2 separate regions of the Mus musculus genome follow, and region 1 is linked to region 2. The links are chromatin contacts, called in public HiChIP or PLAC-seq maps. All regions are on one chromosome and are shown on one strand. The core of a region is the stretch at or near the end of the contact, and the rest is flanking DNA. Distances in the headings are between cores, read along the strand shown. Region 1 overlaps LOC102640985 (a long non-coding RNA gene). Region 2 overlaps Pdgfc (platelet-derived growth factor, C polypeptide).

The links. HiChIP or PLAC-seq counts read pairs in DNA pulled down with a chosen protein or histone mark.
Region 1: a FOXA1 HiChIP or PLAC-seq map of pancreatic cancer cells shows a contact between it and region 2. The contact joins two enhancer-like sites. A contact is called at or near these places in 17 of 39 promoter capture datasets (the 3T3-L1 cell line, 3T3-L1-derived adipocytes, the HPC-7 cell line and 11 more), 2 of 484 Hi-C or Micro-C datasets (CD4 T cells and cortical neurons), 5 of 115 datasets of contacts at active chromatin or transcription factors (astrocytes, embryonic stem cells and pancreatic cancer cells) and 2 of 9 other capture datasets (liver and macrophages).

Annotation. Positions count from the first base shown.
Region 1 is chr3:81,914,336-81,917,676 of GRCm38.p6, reverse strand. LOC102640985 (a long non-coding RNA gene) reads left to right here. Exons shown (of 3, transcript XR_375741.2): 2 at 1-561; 3 at 1,033-1,088. Among named protein-coding and RNA genes, the nearest start is that of Ctso, 17 kb to the left of the region's middle. Within about 2 kb of position 1,531, at least 56 of the 459 cell types and tissues checked have an H3K27ac peak or open chromatin away from gene starts, as enhancers often do. A contact at or near this core is called in cortical neurons and pancreatic cancer cells, where this site is marked.
Region 2 is chr3:81,100,909-81,104,317 of GRCm38.p6, reverse strand. All of the region lies in intron 1 of Pdgfc (platelet-derived growth factor, C polypeptide), which reads right to left. Among named protein-coding and RNA genes, the nearest start is that of Pdgfc, 66 kb to the right of the region's middle. Within about 2 kb of position 1,452, at least 141 of the 459 cell types and tissues checked have an H3K27ac peak or open chromatin away from gene starts, as enhancers often do. A contact at or near this core is called in cortical neurons and pancreatic cancer cells, where this site is marked.

The DNA of each region.
Region 1 (3,341 bases), core at 282-2,781, 810 kb before region 2:
CTTTGCTAAACAGCAGCCAGGGTAAATATGGAGAGTATAAACCTTGGAAAGGATGGAGAGTCAATAGGGAAACCTAGCATTCTGAGCCACACTGGAATTCCCATTCACCAACACAGCTGCTTGCCTGCCTGCCTGCCGCCGGCTTTCTACACAAGGCAGATGCAGGCCATAGAAGATGAGGAACTGACAAGCAATCCTGGTCATGTGGGTGTAGCAAGAGTGAATACCTTTTCCTAGCACAGTGGAACTCTCCAAAGGTAGCTTTAAGGTGCCCTGCCACGGAACCCCAGGGCATGGTCTCAGGTGAACTATTAAGGGCTAGAGTTGTGGGAGACTGGAGGGTTCAGATGGCGCCATTCCCTGCTATCACTGCAGAGAATTGTGAGGGGAATCTATAGAGCATCTCCTACCTGTGTTCATGCCAGTGACAGCACCGATGTCATTTCACAGCAGGTCTGCCTCGGATAGGGGCATATCAGTGTCTCCCATGGTACAGCAGTGGATTTCTGTTGCCCAAGGACCCCTGGCCCTGTTCCCTGCCTGTCTGCTGGTTATTGTCAGGTAAGAGCATGAGGTTTAAGTGTGTGGAAGGGACAGTGACAGAGATACCTAGGTCTTTCATTACATCATCTCATATGCATATTATGCACAGGCAGGAAGGACAGACTGAATTAGGTCTGAGGCTGCAATTTTATCTCGCACAGGATTGCATTTAAATAACAATAAATATTCATACCTTATGAAAATCCTGCAAGATGACATTCAGTGGTTGGAGGAGAGCATGCAAATGAGTGTGTCTGGAAAATGTGGCTGAAAAATGTAAATTCATTTTATTTTCATAGTAGCAACAAACTACTTATAGTGACTAGTATGGAACTTGATGAAAGCAATATAAGATAATTGCTAAGGAAGGCATAAAGAAACCTTGCTTTTACTAGTAGGTACATATTAGTACATAATTTGTCTCTGCTCTAGATCTAGTCACCATGAATCCTTTTAATAAATAGGACATTCTTCTCTTTATTTACACAGCATGCCATACCGAACGGATGTGAAATAACTTACCCAGAGATGAACAGCTAATAAGTGATGGATGTGGGAAAAACTTAGGTAAATAGCATGTCCAAGCCAGCCCTTATTCTACTGGGACTCCACTGCCACCAATGGAGGTGGCCAGTCAGATAGGCTTCACACTGAGTGTCTGCTTTGTTTATTGTAGCTAAAGGGATATGAAGGCATCCATTCAGCATGGGGATGCTAAACAGACATGTCAAATGTCTATGATCATTCCTTGTCAGTTAGCATCCTGATCCTTTACTTTAAAACTTAGAGAGCTGGTGCAGCCCTGGCTTCCCCGTGGCTCTCCTTTGTTTGTATGATGTGCTTTGGTGCCATGGAGACTGTGTCTGCCGACTGATGTTAGCACGCCATTACAAACATTGCCTGTTCTTGCTTTGCTTTGCCCAAGATGAAGAGTTGTGCTAGGCTTGTGTGGCACCCTGCCATCTGGACCCACTCAGGCTTCCTTTCTTGACACATGTTCACCAAGTGACTCACTTCCTCTTGGTGAGCTTCTGTACAGACTTTCCAGTGGCTCTGTCCATTTCCATTTGGAAGAGTAAATGACAAGAGAAGGAAGAGGGAGAATTCAGGACCAGGCACAGAAAGTGACCTTCGATTTTTTTTTTTTTTAATTTTGTAGATACTGGCAGAACTCTGAAAACAAGCATTAGCTGGGAGCTTTATTAAGATTTTCTCATTTTAGTTTTCCAGGATCTAAAACCGCAGATTACATTATCTGATACATATCTATACTCCTAGCCTCTTAAGCTTTGAAATTGAGGGAGTCTTGAGAATTAAATACTTGGTCTGGACTCAGTATTTGGTTGAATATTCCTGGTCTATTTATGATTTCTGTGGGTCTGCTTAAAACTACTTTATCATTAAGCTATGGCATACGTAAGTTTGATGTTTCCTATATATTATATACCTTAAATTTTACCAGTAAGGCACATGTTTTCTCTCATTGGTGCTGTAATCTATTCCATAGATTAATATCTGAGGACTTATTTGAATCTTAGCTTTTATACTTGTTTTGAATTTCGTTCCTATATATAATGATTTAAATGACTTAAGAGCTAGGTATTGGCTCATGCATATAATTTCAGCACTAAGGGAGCTGAGGCAGAAGGAATGGCATTGTCATAAGTATGGGGATAACCTGGGATACACAGCGGGTTCCAGAATAGCTTAGGCTATCAACTGAATCCTTTCTAAACGACCTCAATCAAGGCAAACAAACAGAAACTGTAAAATAACTTGAGCTTGATTGGCACCATTGCACAGCTGAGAACACCGGCCAAACAATAGTCTCTTATCCACACCCTGGAAGCTATTTCTTAGCAGATGAGAAAAGAGTAATGGGACAAAAGGGAGGATCTGTAGAGATGATTATTAATGTCATAGAAATCAAGAGATTTGGCTCAAGCACATTTTCTTCCCAAGACCCATTAAAAGCAGAAAAATGTAAACACGATATCTAACTCAACTTGAAATTTTAAGGCGCAACTATTCAAAATATATATCTAGCATACCCTAGGGTCTTAGACAAGCTAATGCTTTGCTAACTGGAGACCAAGTCTATGAGTGGACATATTGATTTCAATGATCAGCTCCATGTTATCCAACTCTGTTGAGGTTTGGATTCTTATATCAAGCATTAGCTCTTCTGTGGTCTTCATAAAAGCTAGAAATATCCAAATAGCAGCACGGACCTTGTTTTATTGACAAAGAAGGTGATGATATTTTCTGATGAATTTATTGGTCAGAGGTCATGCAAAGAGGTAGCTCAAAATATTTTAGCTTTTAGATGCTGCATGAATGTCCAAATCTCACAAAAGGAAGGTGAAGCCATGGCTGCCAGTGAATAATATGTATGATGACAACATGTATAAAAGTTGAACTGAAGAGACATTTTAAGTTTTATATTTACATTTCAGCACATATAGACAACACTTTGATATGTATTTATTAAAAAAAGGAAGGCATGCGGATTACATCCAGATTGTTGTGACTGGTGCTACTGTTTGGGTCATGGGACCATTTGGTATCTTTCCTGACTTCTTTCCTAAAGAAGAGAGATGGTCAGTAGTCTAGAGACAAGGGCTGTTATTAGTTTAGTTGCTCTGAGTTCATGGGTTGGTCCTAGCAGAGAGCTGGCTGTATGAAAGCACACAGATTCTACCTTCACATAACCAGTCAAGTGGCCCTGTGAGCAGGCTGATTACCATATGCGAAGGACAGATGAAGTACCCTGGAGTCACTGTTAAAATGATGATATC
Region 2 (3,409 bases), core at 203-2,702:
TACTTGTTCAGTCTGTAAAACATTACTTGTGTACATGTTCAGGACTGACAATTAGGTATTGAACAACCAACCAATAGGTGTGTTCTCCTCTGGAAATGACCACCTCTGCTAAAGTCAGCTTTCTTCCATTGCCTTTATTTATTTATTTATTTATTCATTTATTTATTTATTTTCTGTAAGATTGCAGCCTTGGGGTCTTTACACATCCACTTTGGTATGTCCCTTGGTATTGTCCTTGTTAGTTTTTTGGGTTTTTTTTTTTTTTTGACAATTTTGTATGTAGAGGACAACTTGTAGGAGTTGCTCTCTCCTTCAACCATGTGGATTCCAGGGACTTAACTCATGTCCTCAGACTTCACAGTAAACACGCTTACCCACTGAGCTGCCTTGCCCTTTAAAATGAAATACATTTATATGTAACAATCAATAAAAAAGTAACTTTAGTGACCCTCACAGTTGTTTACAATAGTAAATTCTGTTTATTAAAAAAATACCTACATGATCCTCAAAGTGATTAACAAATGCATTCTTGTTCTAAGGAGAGAGATAAGTCAAACTGCTGATCATGCAGGAAAAGAGCACCTGAGAGAAAACACTCAACACAGCATAGAATCCATGAACTGTGCAATTTGAGACTGTAATCTGGGGTGTGAGCTGCTTGGTCCTGGAGTTCACTGGTCAGCCAGTCTATTCAAATGAATAGACTCCAGGTTACATGAGAGAACATCTATCCAATAAATATATAATATATACATATAGACTAGCACACATACATACATACATACATACATACATACATACATGCATATATACATGCATATATCCATTCATAAGGAAGGTACACCGGGACTAGGAATGACAACCTCAACTTTGGATATCCTAGTGCATTTGCACACACAGGAAAATGTACAGACACCACAAATATACACAATGTTTGTATCTCTCTATGTATATGGCACATAAGTGTCTTTGAACAAGCATGAGACTGAACTCTGAGCAAGGCAGAGTAAGCAGGAAAGAAGAGTGAAACAGAAAAAGCGAATGAGGCCAATTTAAAAAAAAAAAAAGCTGAGTGCTGATTCACTGAGACAGTAAACACCACAAACCTATTAAAGGTTAGCTCTGCTGCATTAATAATTAATCCCTTTTCATTAGAGTGAATCAAAACAAGCTCGCTTAGCCAAAACCTTGGCAGAAAACAAGGGAGATTAGACGATTGTAATATTTTAACTACAAACTTCAAAGAAATACCGGGATTAAGGGATCCTGATTCCCTAAATATTAATGAAAGCAACAAACTCATCTCATCAAGTCTAATGCCTGTTTACCAGATACATTGTTTAGAAACATATAGAGAATCACTAAAGGATTGTTAAAAGAACTACTTAGCCGTCTAAATCTTGCAGAGTTAGCTGTAGACATCATTGGTCTGGGGCTTGTTGGAGGATCATCTGCTCTCAGTCAGTCTCTGTAAATGCATCATGCACAGCTAGAGGCACAGGAGATGCTTGCACACACTGATTCACATGCTCAGTTACTCTCCTAAGCTACGAATTAACAGGATTGTCAGTTTACAGAAGCTACTCTGTAGATCAAGGCTGTCTTGTGCCTGGGTACACAGCTGTCTAGACTGGACTGTAAAGGAGAGTACCCTCGGCTGTGAATTCCTTCATCCCCTTCCAGGAACCATTTTCAACATAAAGTCAGCAACTTTTATTCAAATTTGAACAAAGCAAGTTTTATTTAGAATGTTACTAGATATTTCATGTAAACAAATAAAAATTAAGAAAATTCATGCATAAAACATTAAGCATAAATTAACAGCTGAAGTGGACAAGGGTGTGACTCAAGGCCTGTTGTGTACACACAAAAGGACCAGAGCTCCACCCTGGCTCTGCAAATAAAACAAAGATAAAAATACCGAAACTGCTGCAGTAGCCATGGTGATTTCTGAACAGCAAGTGACTGTATTTAGCAACTGAAAGGAAGAGAAATCAGGAAGTGCCCTCCCCCCCCCACCTCACCCCAGACTCATAGGCACTAGAAGTCCAGGAAAACCACAGGCAGCCCCAATACACTCAGCCCTGGACACACACATGACATTCTACAAAACTGATGTTTACTGAGCAATAGGAGAGATGGAACTTTCCTTCAAAAAAAATCAAGGCTTAAAATTGGTCTGAAAAGATGTGTGTTGTGTTGACCATTTGCTGAGAAGGTGGTGTGGTTTTTGGGCAGAAATGATTTCTTTGTGAGAATCTCACATTATTCATGGTAAAGAAGGCCCATTAATATTCACTGCCAATAACAAGGGATTGTTTATTCTTTTGTTTGTTTGTTTGTTTGTTTCTCAAGACAGTTTTTCTGTGTAGTCCTGGCTGTCCTGGAACTTGCTCTGTAGATCAGGCTGGCCTTAAACTCCACCTGCCTCTGACTCCCTAGCACCATTTCTTTGACCTCTCTTTGTAACTGTGACCCTGCGTAATTAACTTGGTTTGTGGCTTTTTTCTGATTGCTTCAAGAACATCATAATCATGGCCCCTAAAGCTCTTCCCATGACTAAGGCAGGAGGGATGCTGCCTTATGATTGCCTGTGCAATCTTAAGTAGAAAAGAAGGGCATGCGTGTGTTGTGGTTCACACCTGTAACCCCAACCCGGAGTAGTCTGAGATAGAACGCACCAGAGGACAAAGCCAGCCTAGGCTTCATGGCAAGCTACCAATCTGTTCTACAGAGTGAGGAAGTGGGAACCATTGCTCAAAAAATATCAAAATAACAAACACATTGGCCTTGGATGGCTCAAACTCAAATCCTAGAATTAGAAAGGTTGAAGCAGGAGAACTGCTGACTATTGAAGGCTGGTATGATCAACACAGCTCAAGGTCACTGTGGGCTGGACATCAAGACTCAGCATGAAATAATAACATATTGCATTTTGCATGTGAATCTGACTGACAAAGTTTGGGCAATGCCCTCCCATTAAAATATGTCTGAAGACTATCTTGTGCAATAAAGTCTGAGGTACGGTCTTTGAAACATGATATATGACTAAGTCCTCAGGAATTCCAGACCTTCTAAAACAGGTGGAGAGCTGTCTGTCCCTTCTACCAAGTCCAAAGGATGAAGGAGAAAGCCAAGCCTAATACAGATACTGAATTTCCAGGCCTTTTAACCAATGGCTTCACAGACTTACCAAATGGCAAGTGACACATTTCTACTATTCATTAATTTCTTATAATACAATCTGGTAAAACTAAGTCAAAAATAAAGAAAACAGGTAAAGTATGTTACTGTGAACTACAAAGGTTCATAACTAAGGCTAGGCTAACCCAGCCTGGTGTAGATACCTCACAGGTCTAAGCTCCTTGTTCACAGAATGTGTGCAGTGTCAGTTCCATCCTGCTGTCCT